2 separate regions of the Hordeum vulgare genome follow, and region 2 is linked to region 1. The links are chromatin contacts, called in public Hi-C maps. All regions are on one chromosome and are shown on one strand. The core of a region is the stretch at or near the end of the contact, and the rest is flanking DNA. Distances in the headings are between cores, read along the strand shown. Region 1 holds the start of LOC123438320 (scarecrow-like protein 6). Region 2 has its middle 67 kb from the start of LOC123411435.

Evidence for each region. Hi-C and Micro-C count contacts between places; a contact is called where the count stands out from the background.
Region 2: a Hi-C map of seedling shows a contact between it and region 1, with 2.0 times the contacts expected there. The contact joins the enhancer-like site here to the promoter of LOC123438320 in region 1. A contact is called at or near these places in 2 of 6 Hi-C or Micro-C datasets (leaf and seedling).

The regions. Positions count from the first base shown.
Region 1 is chr1H:373,728,059-373,733,115 of MorexV3_pseudomolecules_assembly, forward strand. LOC123438320 (scarecrow-like protein 6) reads right to left here and starts at 2,810. Exons shown (of 1, transcript XM_045115769.1): 1 at 605-2,810. The coding sequence starts at 2,809. The coding sequence ends at 956.
Region 2 is chr1H:374,008,797-374,013,853 of MorexV3_pseudomolecules_assembly, forward strand. No RefSeq gene overlaps it. Among protein-coding and RNA genes, the nearest start is that of LOC123411435, 67 kb to the right of the region's middle. Within about 2 kb of position 2,310, at least 3 of the 3 cell types and tissues checked have open chromatin away from gene starts, as enhancers often do. A contact at or near this core is called in leaf and seedling, where this site is marked.

The DNA of each region.
Region 1 (5,057 bases), core at 1,560-4,059:
AAAAACCCTTCACAGTGTCCGCTCTATAACCATTTGCACAATCGAGAATCCTACTTCGGTTTTAAGGCCTCTAACCTCCTCCTCCACAAATCTTATCCACGCACTCATTTTTCTCTTCCACGCCTTCGTCGGCTGCCGCGATGAAAACCGATGCGGAGAAGGCCTGGGGCGAGGTGGCTGCCGCTCCTACCAACCTCCATCGTGTCCCAACAACAGATCAAACGGGAGCTACGAAAGGCATGACACTGGCGGGCCTTCCGTCGTTGGCACGATGACGAAGGTGTCGATGGTCCTATAAGCATGGCCCTACAAGGTCACCGCCAGCTACCATGCCTAATTGCCTAGTCTTTTAGTTTACTTTAAGTTCGTTTTGAACTTGTTAAATTTTATCCAGTTTGCATGCAATATATCGAACTTGCTAGCTTTCGTGCGAACACTTGGTGATCACGGTTGAATGGTAGGCGTTCATACGGACGTCCGTGCTCCGTGGGACATGTTCCCCGATCCGTGTTGTGAAAGGCCCAAAAACAACCGGCAAAAACAACCGGCAGGTAAGACAAGTGGAGAATAGAACGGTCAAGGACAGAGGAAGCGGGAGAAGAAATATTTGAAAACGCCATCACCATTAATTTCACAGCTATAGAGTAGCAACACGTAGGGTAGAAACGCACTGCACCACGACACACGCACCCTGCAACCTGCCAAGCCAAAGCCATGCCAATTCTACTCGTGATCAACTGACACGACAGTTTGAGCATATCGAGCAACCAGCGGCAAATGCAAGGCGACACCATTAACAACATAGTACTTCCAATTTAGGACACTAAGCGGGAGGTGATCGGATCAGACGGATTCGGATCATTACAACGACGAAATACTTGTGGTAGGATCATTAGTCCTAACTAAGATCGATCGGCTTCTTTTGACGCCGACGCCGGCGAGCAGGTCGGGGCTGTCAGCACCGCCACGCCGAGACCGACACAAGCTCGGCGCGCTGCCAGTAGAGGCAGAGCGACCCCGGGGCGTGTTTCTCGACGCGGAACCCCCGGACGGGCACCTTGTGCAGCAATGACTCGGCCTGCGACTCCGCGAACGTGCTAGCCTGCACCGGCGTGAACCCGGCCGACGCGAACACTGCTCGCCACGGCAGTGGCGCCTTTTCGATGGACGCGCGGTGGCGCCCGACCACGCATTGCTCCACGGCCGGCTGGACCAGGAACCGTTCGATCTTGCTGGCCGTGTCGGGATCCGTGCCCACGGCGTCGACGGACTCGAGGAGGAAGACGGTGGACTGGAACGCCTGGAACAGGTGGGCGGCGAAGGGCAGCTCCGTGCGGTCGCACCCGCGGTCCACGGACACGACGACCTTGGCGCCGAGGCTCTTCACGAGGCGGAGGACGGCGGGCATTGCGGCCGCGTGTGCTGCGCCGACGGGGAGGTGGACGGCGAGCGCGTCCCCGCCAGCGATGGCCACGAGCTCAGCGGGGTCGAGCGTGTCGATGTTGAATACGGTGAACTGGAAGAACACGCCAAGCTCGGCGGCGAAGCTGGATAGGTTCTCGTGGATGAGCTGCAGCTCGAGCGGGTGGTGCGACGACGGCGAGACCAATGCGGTGACCTTGAGTGCCGTTGCCGGGCGGCGCTGCGCGAGCTCCTGCATCAGCGACGCCCACTGCTCGCCCATGCCGATGTCGAAGTCGAGCACGTGGATGCACCCTGCGCCACGGAGCTCGTCGAGCACCGCCTGGACGCAGGTAAGGTGCGCGAACTGGAGCACCGGAGAAACCTCGGAGAAGGCCTTGTACGCGCCGAGCTTGAGTACCACGTCGTACGGCGTGGACGCCGGCGGCGCGGGCGTCTCTCCGGTGGGGGAGAGCGCAAGGCGCAAAGCCTCCTTGAAGTAGAAGGCAGAGCGGAGGAGTGGCGTCCCGGCCGCGGGGGCGGCGGGGAGCCGATAATTGAGCCGCGCCAATATCTCGCGTGCGCCGAAGGCGTCGCCCGCCTCGGCAAACTTAGCAGCCTCGGCGAGCTGGTCCACCGTGGCGGCCACCTCGTCGTTCGCCGCCCCCGCCTTGGGCTTCAGGGCGGGGAAGAACCCGCCCGCCGGAGCGAGATGCCCCTGGAAGCCAGGCAGCTTCGGTGCAGGAGCGCCGGCCATCGGGTGGTGGCGCTTGGGCGGCGGCGGCGCCGACTCGAAGGACGGGTGCGCGCCAAAGAACGCCGCGTGTGGCTGGGGGTGGTGCTGGTGCTGGTGGAGCAGGAAGCTGGGCGCGTGGCCGAAAGGGCCCACCTTGGCGTCCTCCATGGCCGGCGCGAACGGCGACAGGCTTGGCCCGAGAGACGCCGTTGGCGGCGACATCATAGACGTGGTGTGGTCGAGCTCGAGAGCGGGCGGATCCATGACGCCGGCCATCCCCGCGGACGCGTCCTCCCCGCCGCCAATGATCCAGCGGAGGAAGGTGCTGTCAGGGCCAGCGAGCCCGGACGGCGCCGTGCCGTCCCAGCCCTCGCCGGCGCCGAGGCCCATGTCGAGCGGCGCCAGCTGGTGCGCCCACTCCTCCTTGACCCCCGCCGCAGCACCAACCTCCTCCCCGGCCGGCCATGTCTGCGGCGGCGGTGGGGAGGCGTTCTTGGCGTCGCCGCCGCCCACAAGGCTCGCCACCTCGGACGACAGCGTGGAGGCCGAGGAGGGCGGGCTTGGGCTGGGGCTGTGTCGGCGGTCGAGCACGGACGTGGGCTCCGCCCAGAAGCCGCCGCTCAGCTTGGGCTGTTGCAGTCTCCCCGCGTGGCCCTCTGCAGCAAAGGGCATTCCTCTCATCTAGCCCGGCAGCAACACCTCATACCACCAGTCAACCCCGCGGAAGAAGAACTCGGTGCTGGCGGCTGGCCTAGGCTAGCTACTCTTCTTCCTCCTTCCTCCGTCGACCTCCAAAGTTGGCTCTGGTGTGGAGTCTACGGGGCCATTGGTAGTGCACAGTCGTAGTAGTAGTAATAGGCTACCGCTACCAGCAGCACCACGCTTGTACTGCTGTCGCTGTGGCTGGCCCCTGTCCCTCTCCTCTTTGCGTGTGTGATGTGAGGCGGAGGCTGTGGGAGAGAGCGAGAGTATTTTATTCTCTCGGCAGCGTCTTGATCTTGAAATGATAGCGTGCAACATGAAAAAGGCGATAAAGTTGCCTTCCCTCCCGTCCCGCTGAGTACTTGCCTTCCTCCTCTCCCTCTCCCTCTCCCTCTCCTACTGCTTCAACTAGACCACTTTCTCTCCTTCTCTGCAATGCCTTTCGTACTGTAGCTCACGGTTCGGTGGCAACAACAGAAAGAAAGGATGAAAGAAAAAGGCAGTGCAAAATTCCTGATGGTGAGAGAGAGGGATGTATCTGCGGACATAAAACTGTTTGCAGGAAGGAACAGTACACTTGTGGCTCGCTCGTACCCCTCCTCTGCATGTGCGCTAGTTTCCATGCCCTTGCCACAAATCTATATGCTGATCTAGTCTAGGCTCCTCTAGCCGCTAGCTAATCTTTACAACTGTTGTTGTTGCTGGTGCTGTTGTGGAAAAGTCTTCACCATCTCAGTACTAGTAGTAATTTGTTTGCCATGGCCTCGAAAAGTTTCGGTTTATCAGGAGCTGCATGTTCCGTCATTAGTTATGGTTTGCTGCGTGTGATTGGATCTTATTTTTCGCTTTATCATGAAGGACAGCAGAACTGCCAATCTCTGGCATACAAGGACCCCCTGGGAAATTCCTTCGTGCAGTCAGTGCAATCAATGTTCATTCCTTTGGTCACACCACAACTGAGAAATCCCAATTGGCATCATGCATATCATGAATTCATTCATGGCTGCGTCTTCCTTCAGGCAGTTGCTGCATCGCTATTTTTCAGGCTGGCCAGGCCAGGAGTATATCAACGAGAGGAGGGCTTCGAGTCCCAAAGATGAATGGATAAATAATCAACGAGACACCCGAAAAGAGGATGAAAGAGCAAAGTTAGAAAGCTGAAGCACCTGTTTGCTCCAAAATGCACCATCATTTCACTCACTGGCGTCAGCTTTTGACCCATGACGTCTCTCCAGTTAAACACTTGATCTCACTGCATTATATGACCCCCTCTCTGTCATCCCTTTCTCTCTCTCTCTCTCTCTTGATTACTTTGCTTGAGAGCATGCTAAAGCATCATTGCTTTTATCCACAAAAGGTTCGGTCTTCAGAGTCGATCTGTGTTTAAATCTGTAATCCTCAAGACTCGTTAGTCTTCGAGACTCCCGCCACAGTATACTCTTATACACAACGTGTGCTTAGGACAGCTCCAGGTCGTGACCCCAAATCGTTCGGCCACCTTCGTTTAGAGCAAAATCGATACAAAGTATGGCCCAACGTGCAAACACAAACGGATTGGGTCTGTTTTCTGTTTGTCTTGAACCCATACCGGTTTAAAATTGGTTGCATTTGCATTTAAATGGAGACCGCATGGATGGACGGGACGTGCGTCCTTGTCCTCCCTGATCGGCCCGTCGGTGAGACAACTCCTTCCATTTCCCTATCCCTATGCAACCTACACGTCCCACACGCCCCCACACGCGCCCCCGCCGCCGCCGCCCTGTTTTCCAGCCGTGAACTCGCTGCGCAGGCTTGCCCCTGCCCGTTTTTGGAGGTGTTCATGTCGGTGTTTGATCAAGTTCTTGGCTAGTACCAGTACCCAACTACGTGTCGATGTTGACCAGAAGGCCGCAATACCACGCACGACTCGCGCTGCAAGGTCGCTGCTGTCTGGCCCCGCTGCTACAAGCTAGCTGCCTCCACTACGATCCCAAAGTGCTCTTCACCACTGCGTCTCTACCACGAATGCAAGGTGTTCGACACTTTACTCACAAGGTACCATGGATAGTGGGGATGAGGAATTTTCAACATTTTTATTTGTTCAACAGATGACTTGTCGTCGGAGAACGAATTGCTTGTGGTTGTTGCATTAGTCGTCAATGACCACATTGCTAAACAACAACCTAGGTTAATGGGACCAATCTTGGGCCATGCTTCGACGTTGAACCGCAATAGGAAG
Region 2 (5,057 bases), core at 1,060-3,559, 280 kb after region 1:
CTACTCCAATCGAATGTGCGTAGCAGGATATTTTTTCTAGGTTTTATTATAATCCGATTCTATTTTACTTATAAAAGTTTGATGAAGTAGCAAAAACGTTCGAGGGTTCAAAAAAGTGTTCACGAATTGAAAAAGAAAATCTTAATTGAAAATATATTCAGGAATATGAAAACTATAATTACAAATTTGGAAGTAGTGTTTGCAAACTTTAAATATGTTAAGGAATATGAAAATTGTAATTACAAATTTGGAAGTAGTGTTTGCAAATTTTAAAAATGTTAGTGAATTCGAAAAATCTTCATGAATATGAAAAAAATAACGAACTCATAGATTATTCATGAACTTGAAACAAATGTTCAAGATTCAAAATATTTTCAAATTTTAAAAATGGTCATGAGTCTAAACAACCTCCGTGAAGTATAAAAAATATCCATGAAGTACAAAAAATATTCGCAAATTTGAAAAATGTTCAAAAAAATATTATTTTTGACAAAGTTTGAAAAACATGAATTTCCAAATTAATGGTCATATAATTTAAGAAATGGAAAAGGACGAGCGAAACTGACTCATGTTGGTGAGTCGCGAGTTATTGTGATCTACGGAGACACCCCATGGAGTCGACAAGTGGGTGCAACATGAGCCATATTGCACTTGAAGGTTTGCAATATAAATCATGTTGTGCTTGAAGATTTATAAAGACAATTGCTTTGCAACATGAGCCATATTGCGCTCACGGTTTGCAACATGACCCCTATTGAATTGAGTCATTGTGAGAGAGAAAATTGTAGCCATCGCAACTTCTGTGAAACATGACCAATGTTGCAAATCTCCGTGCAACATGACCCATAATGAAAATTGCCGCCATCAAGATACCTGTATGTTGTTGACAACATGAACTGTCATGTTACAAGACCCATCATTGCATTCATCGCATCATCATCGGATGAATCACAAAACGCGATTGTCCCCCATAAAAACAATACCACAATCACACATCTAAGTGTGCTGCAAGTGAGGTCTCGTCCGGTGCAGCGGGTAATAAAAACTCATACTTGCAACATCATGACATGTGATAGGGGTGGCAAGCACACGAGCTTTTTTGGGGGGGTAACAATGAGGGAGATCTTCTAAAGTTCTGGATTTTCCAAAAATGTTCTGGTTTTCAGAAATTATTCTTCAAATTGTAAAATGTTTAAAAATTGTTCCTTCTTTAAAAAAAATCTCGACTTAAAAATGTTTGACAAATGTTTAAAAAATTGCTCGCGCCTCCAAATTTGCTTACGATTTTTCAAAATTGTTCTCATTTTTTAAATTTGTTCTCAAGATTCAAAAAATGTTAATGCTTTATAAATTTGTTTTTTGTTTTAAAAAATGTTCAAACTTGTTTGCATTTCCAAATTTGTTCAGGATTTTTAAAAATTCTTTTCCGTTTCAAAATTTTGTTCTCAAGATTCAAGAAATTGTCCGTGCTTCCAAATTTGTTCAGGATTTTTCAAAATTGTTCTCGGTTTCTAAATTTGTTCTCATAATTCAAAAAATGTTTGTGCTTTAAAAATTTGTTCGCGCTTTCAAATTTGTTCGGGACTTTTTCAAAATTGTTCTTCTGTTCCAAATTTTGTTCTCAAGATTTAAAAAAAAATCGTGCTTTAAAAAAAGGTTCGCACTTCCAAATTTGTACATGATTTTTAAAATTGTTCTCAGTTTTAAAATTTGTTCTCAAAATTAAAAAAATGTGCTTTAAAAAATTTATCTCCCTTTCAAAATTTTGTTATCAAGTTTCAAAAAATATTCAAGCTTTAAAAAATTGTTCGCGCTTCCATATTTCTTCACGGTTTTTCATAATTGTTCTCAGTTTCAAATTTGTTCTCAAAATTCGAAAAATGTTTGCGCTTTCAAATTTGTTCGAATTTTTTTAAATTGTTTTTATTTTGAAAATTTTGTTCGCAAGATTGAAATAATGTTCGTACTTTAAAAAATTGTTCGCGCTCCAAAATTTGTTCAAGATTTCTCAAAATTGTTCTCGGTTTCTTAATTTGTTCTCAAAATTAATATAATATTCGTGCTTTAAAAATTTATTCGCGCTTTCAAATTTTTCTACATATTCAAGAAATGGTTTTTTCTTAAAATACGAAAAGAAAAGCAAAAAAGAAAGAAAAGCTAACAAAAAAAGGAAATAAGCAGAAAAAGAAAAAAAAATAGAAAAATTGGATTTAACAAAAAATAAGCTGGACCGGCCTAGTTGGGGAGAGCCCCTGTGCCTTGCAGCTCGTCTCTGTTGCAACGAACGGTAGGTAGGAGCGGGACGTCCTATACATCGCTCATTGCGGCACGGTGTCAACCATTCGTACAAAGACGAACCAACAGGCAATCGAAATGGACCGGCCCAATTGCGTGAGAACGCACAAGGTACACCGTCCGATTTTTGGACCTTTCTAGAAGGTTCGTAACCGGTTTTGGAAACCTTCTAGAAGGATCTTAAACTAGTATTTATAGGGATTTTTCTGTTTTTTTAATTTATTATTTTTTTGTTTCTTTTTAGTTTCTTTTTAGTTTATTTCTTTTCCTTTTTTTGATTCCTTTTCTCCTTTTCTTTTTCAGTTTTTATGCTACTCATTTTATTTACTTATTCTTCTGTTTCTTGTTCTTCAGAAAAAAAAAATCAAAATTCCGTAAAATGTTCAGAAGCTACAAAAATGTGCAATTTTTGAAAAAAAAAGAATTATTTTGACCATTCTTTTGGAAAACGTTCATCTTTTGCAAAATGTACCTTTTTGCAAACGGGAACATCTTTTGAAAAGTTGTGCAGTTTTCTAATACGAGATTTTTGTTGGAAACACAAACATTTCTGAAAAGTTGTGAATAATTATTCAAGCGGTTAACATTAAATGAACTTATGTACACTTTTTGAAACAGATCATTTTTTGAACTTACGTACATTTTTTGAAAAGGAAAACCTTTTTTTAGAAAATGAAGAATATTTTCTAAAATCCCCGAACATTTTAAAATAATGAATATTTTCAGAATTGGTGAACAAAATTTGAACAAGTTTTCCATTTGTGAACAATTTAATAAAACAAAAGATTTTTCGTAAAATATGATTTTTTATACAAATGTGAAAATAATAACATTGTGACCCAGCTTATTTTGTTGTTTGAAATAATTCTAATAATTGTTTTTCTATTTTTTCAAATTCTAGAACGTTTTTTCAAATGCGAGAATACTTTCCGATTTCCGGAACATTTTTTCAAATTTCGGAACATTTTTTTGTAAAATAAGAAATATTTCGATTAGCAATTCAGATTTTGTTTTAAAATTCCAGAGCATTTTTTCAAATTCCGGAACATTTTTTCAATAATCTAGAAAAACATTTCAAATTCCGGCTGATTTGTCAAGTTATGTGTTGTGTGAAAGTCCTATTAGGCGTATTGATCTATCTCTATTATCTTGATGCCTAATATGATAGCTCTTCTCCTAGGTCCTTCATTGAAAAACTCTTGGTCAAATATTTCTTTACGCTTCCCAAAAAATCTATATTGTTTCCAATTAGTAATATGTCATCCACATATAATATTTGAAACGCTATAGAGCTCCCACTCACTTTCTTGTAAATACAAGCTTGTCCAAAACTTGTATAAAGCTAAATGCTTTGATCACCTCATCAAAGCGCTGATTCCAACTCCGAGATTCTTGCACTAGTCCATAAGTGGATCGCTGGAGCTTGCATACTTGTCAGTATTCTGTGGATCGACAAAACCTTCCGGTTGCATCATATACCACACTTCCTTAAGGAAACCATTAAGAAATGATGTTTTGACATCCATCTGCCAAATTTCATAATCGAAAAATGCGGCTGCTGCTAACATGATTTTGACAGACTTAAGCATCGCTATAGGTGAGATAGTATCATCGTAGTCAGCTCCTTGAACCTGTGAAAAACCTTTTGCCACAAGTCGAGCTTTATAGACGATGACATTACCACCCGCGTCCGTCTTGTTCTTAAAGATTCATTTATTCTAAAGGGCCTTTAGCCCTTCTAGTAATACTTCCAAAGTCCATACTTTGTTTTCATACATGGATCCTATCTCGGGTTTCATGGCCTCTAACTATTTGTTGGAATTCGGGCCCACCATCACTTCTTCATAGCTCGTAGGTTCATTGTTGTCCAACAACATGACCGTTAAGACAGGGTTACCGTACCACTCACGAGCAATGTGTGCCCTTGTCGACCTACGAGGTTCGATAGTAACTTGATCTGAAGCTCCACAATCATCATCATTAGCTTCATCTTCAATTGATGTATGCTCCGCAGAAACATCTTTCTACGGTGCGCCACTCTTTGGTTGAAGTAAAGGTTCAACAACCTCATCAAGTTCTATCTTCCTCCCACTCAATTCATTCCACAGAAACTCTTTCTCGCGAAATGTTCTATTTTTAGCGACAAACACTTTGCCTTCGGATCTGAGATAGAAGGTATACCCAACCGTCTCTTTTGGGGTATCCTATGAAGATGCATTTCTCCACTTTGGATTCAAGCTTTTCCGGCTGAAGATTTTTGACATAAGCATCGCATCCCCAATCTTTAAGAAACGACAACTTTGGTTTCTTGCCAAATCATAGTTCATATGTCGTCGTCTCAACGGATTTAGATGATGCCCTATTTAAAGTGAATGCAGTTGTCTCTAACACATAACCCCAAAATGATAGTGGCAAATTGGCAAGAGACATCATAGAACACGCCATATCCAATAAGGTTCGATTTCGGATACACCATTATGTTGTGGTGTTCCAGGTGGCGTCAACAGCGAAACAATTCGACATTGTCTTAGGTGATTGCCAAACTCATAACTCAGATTTTCTCCTCCTCGATCAGATCGTAGGAATTTAATATTCTTGTTACAATGATTCTCAACTTCACTCTAAAAGTGCTTGAGCTTTTCAAACGTGTCAGACTTGTGTTTCATTAAGTAAATATAACCATATCTACTTATGTCATCGATGAAGTTGAGAAAATAACGATATCCATGCCTTCTTGAGCTTGTGTTGGTTTTCCCTTGAAG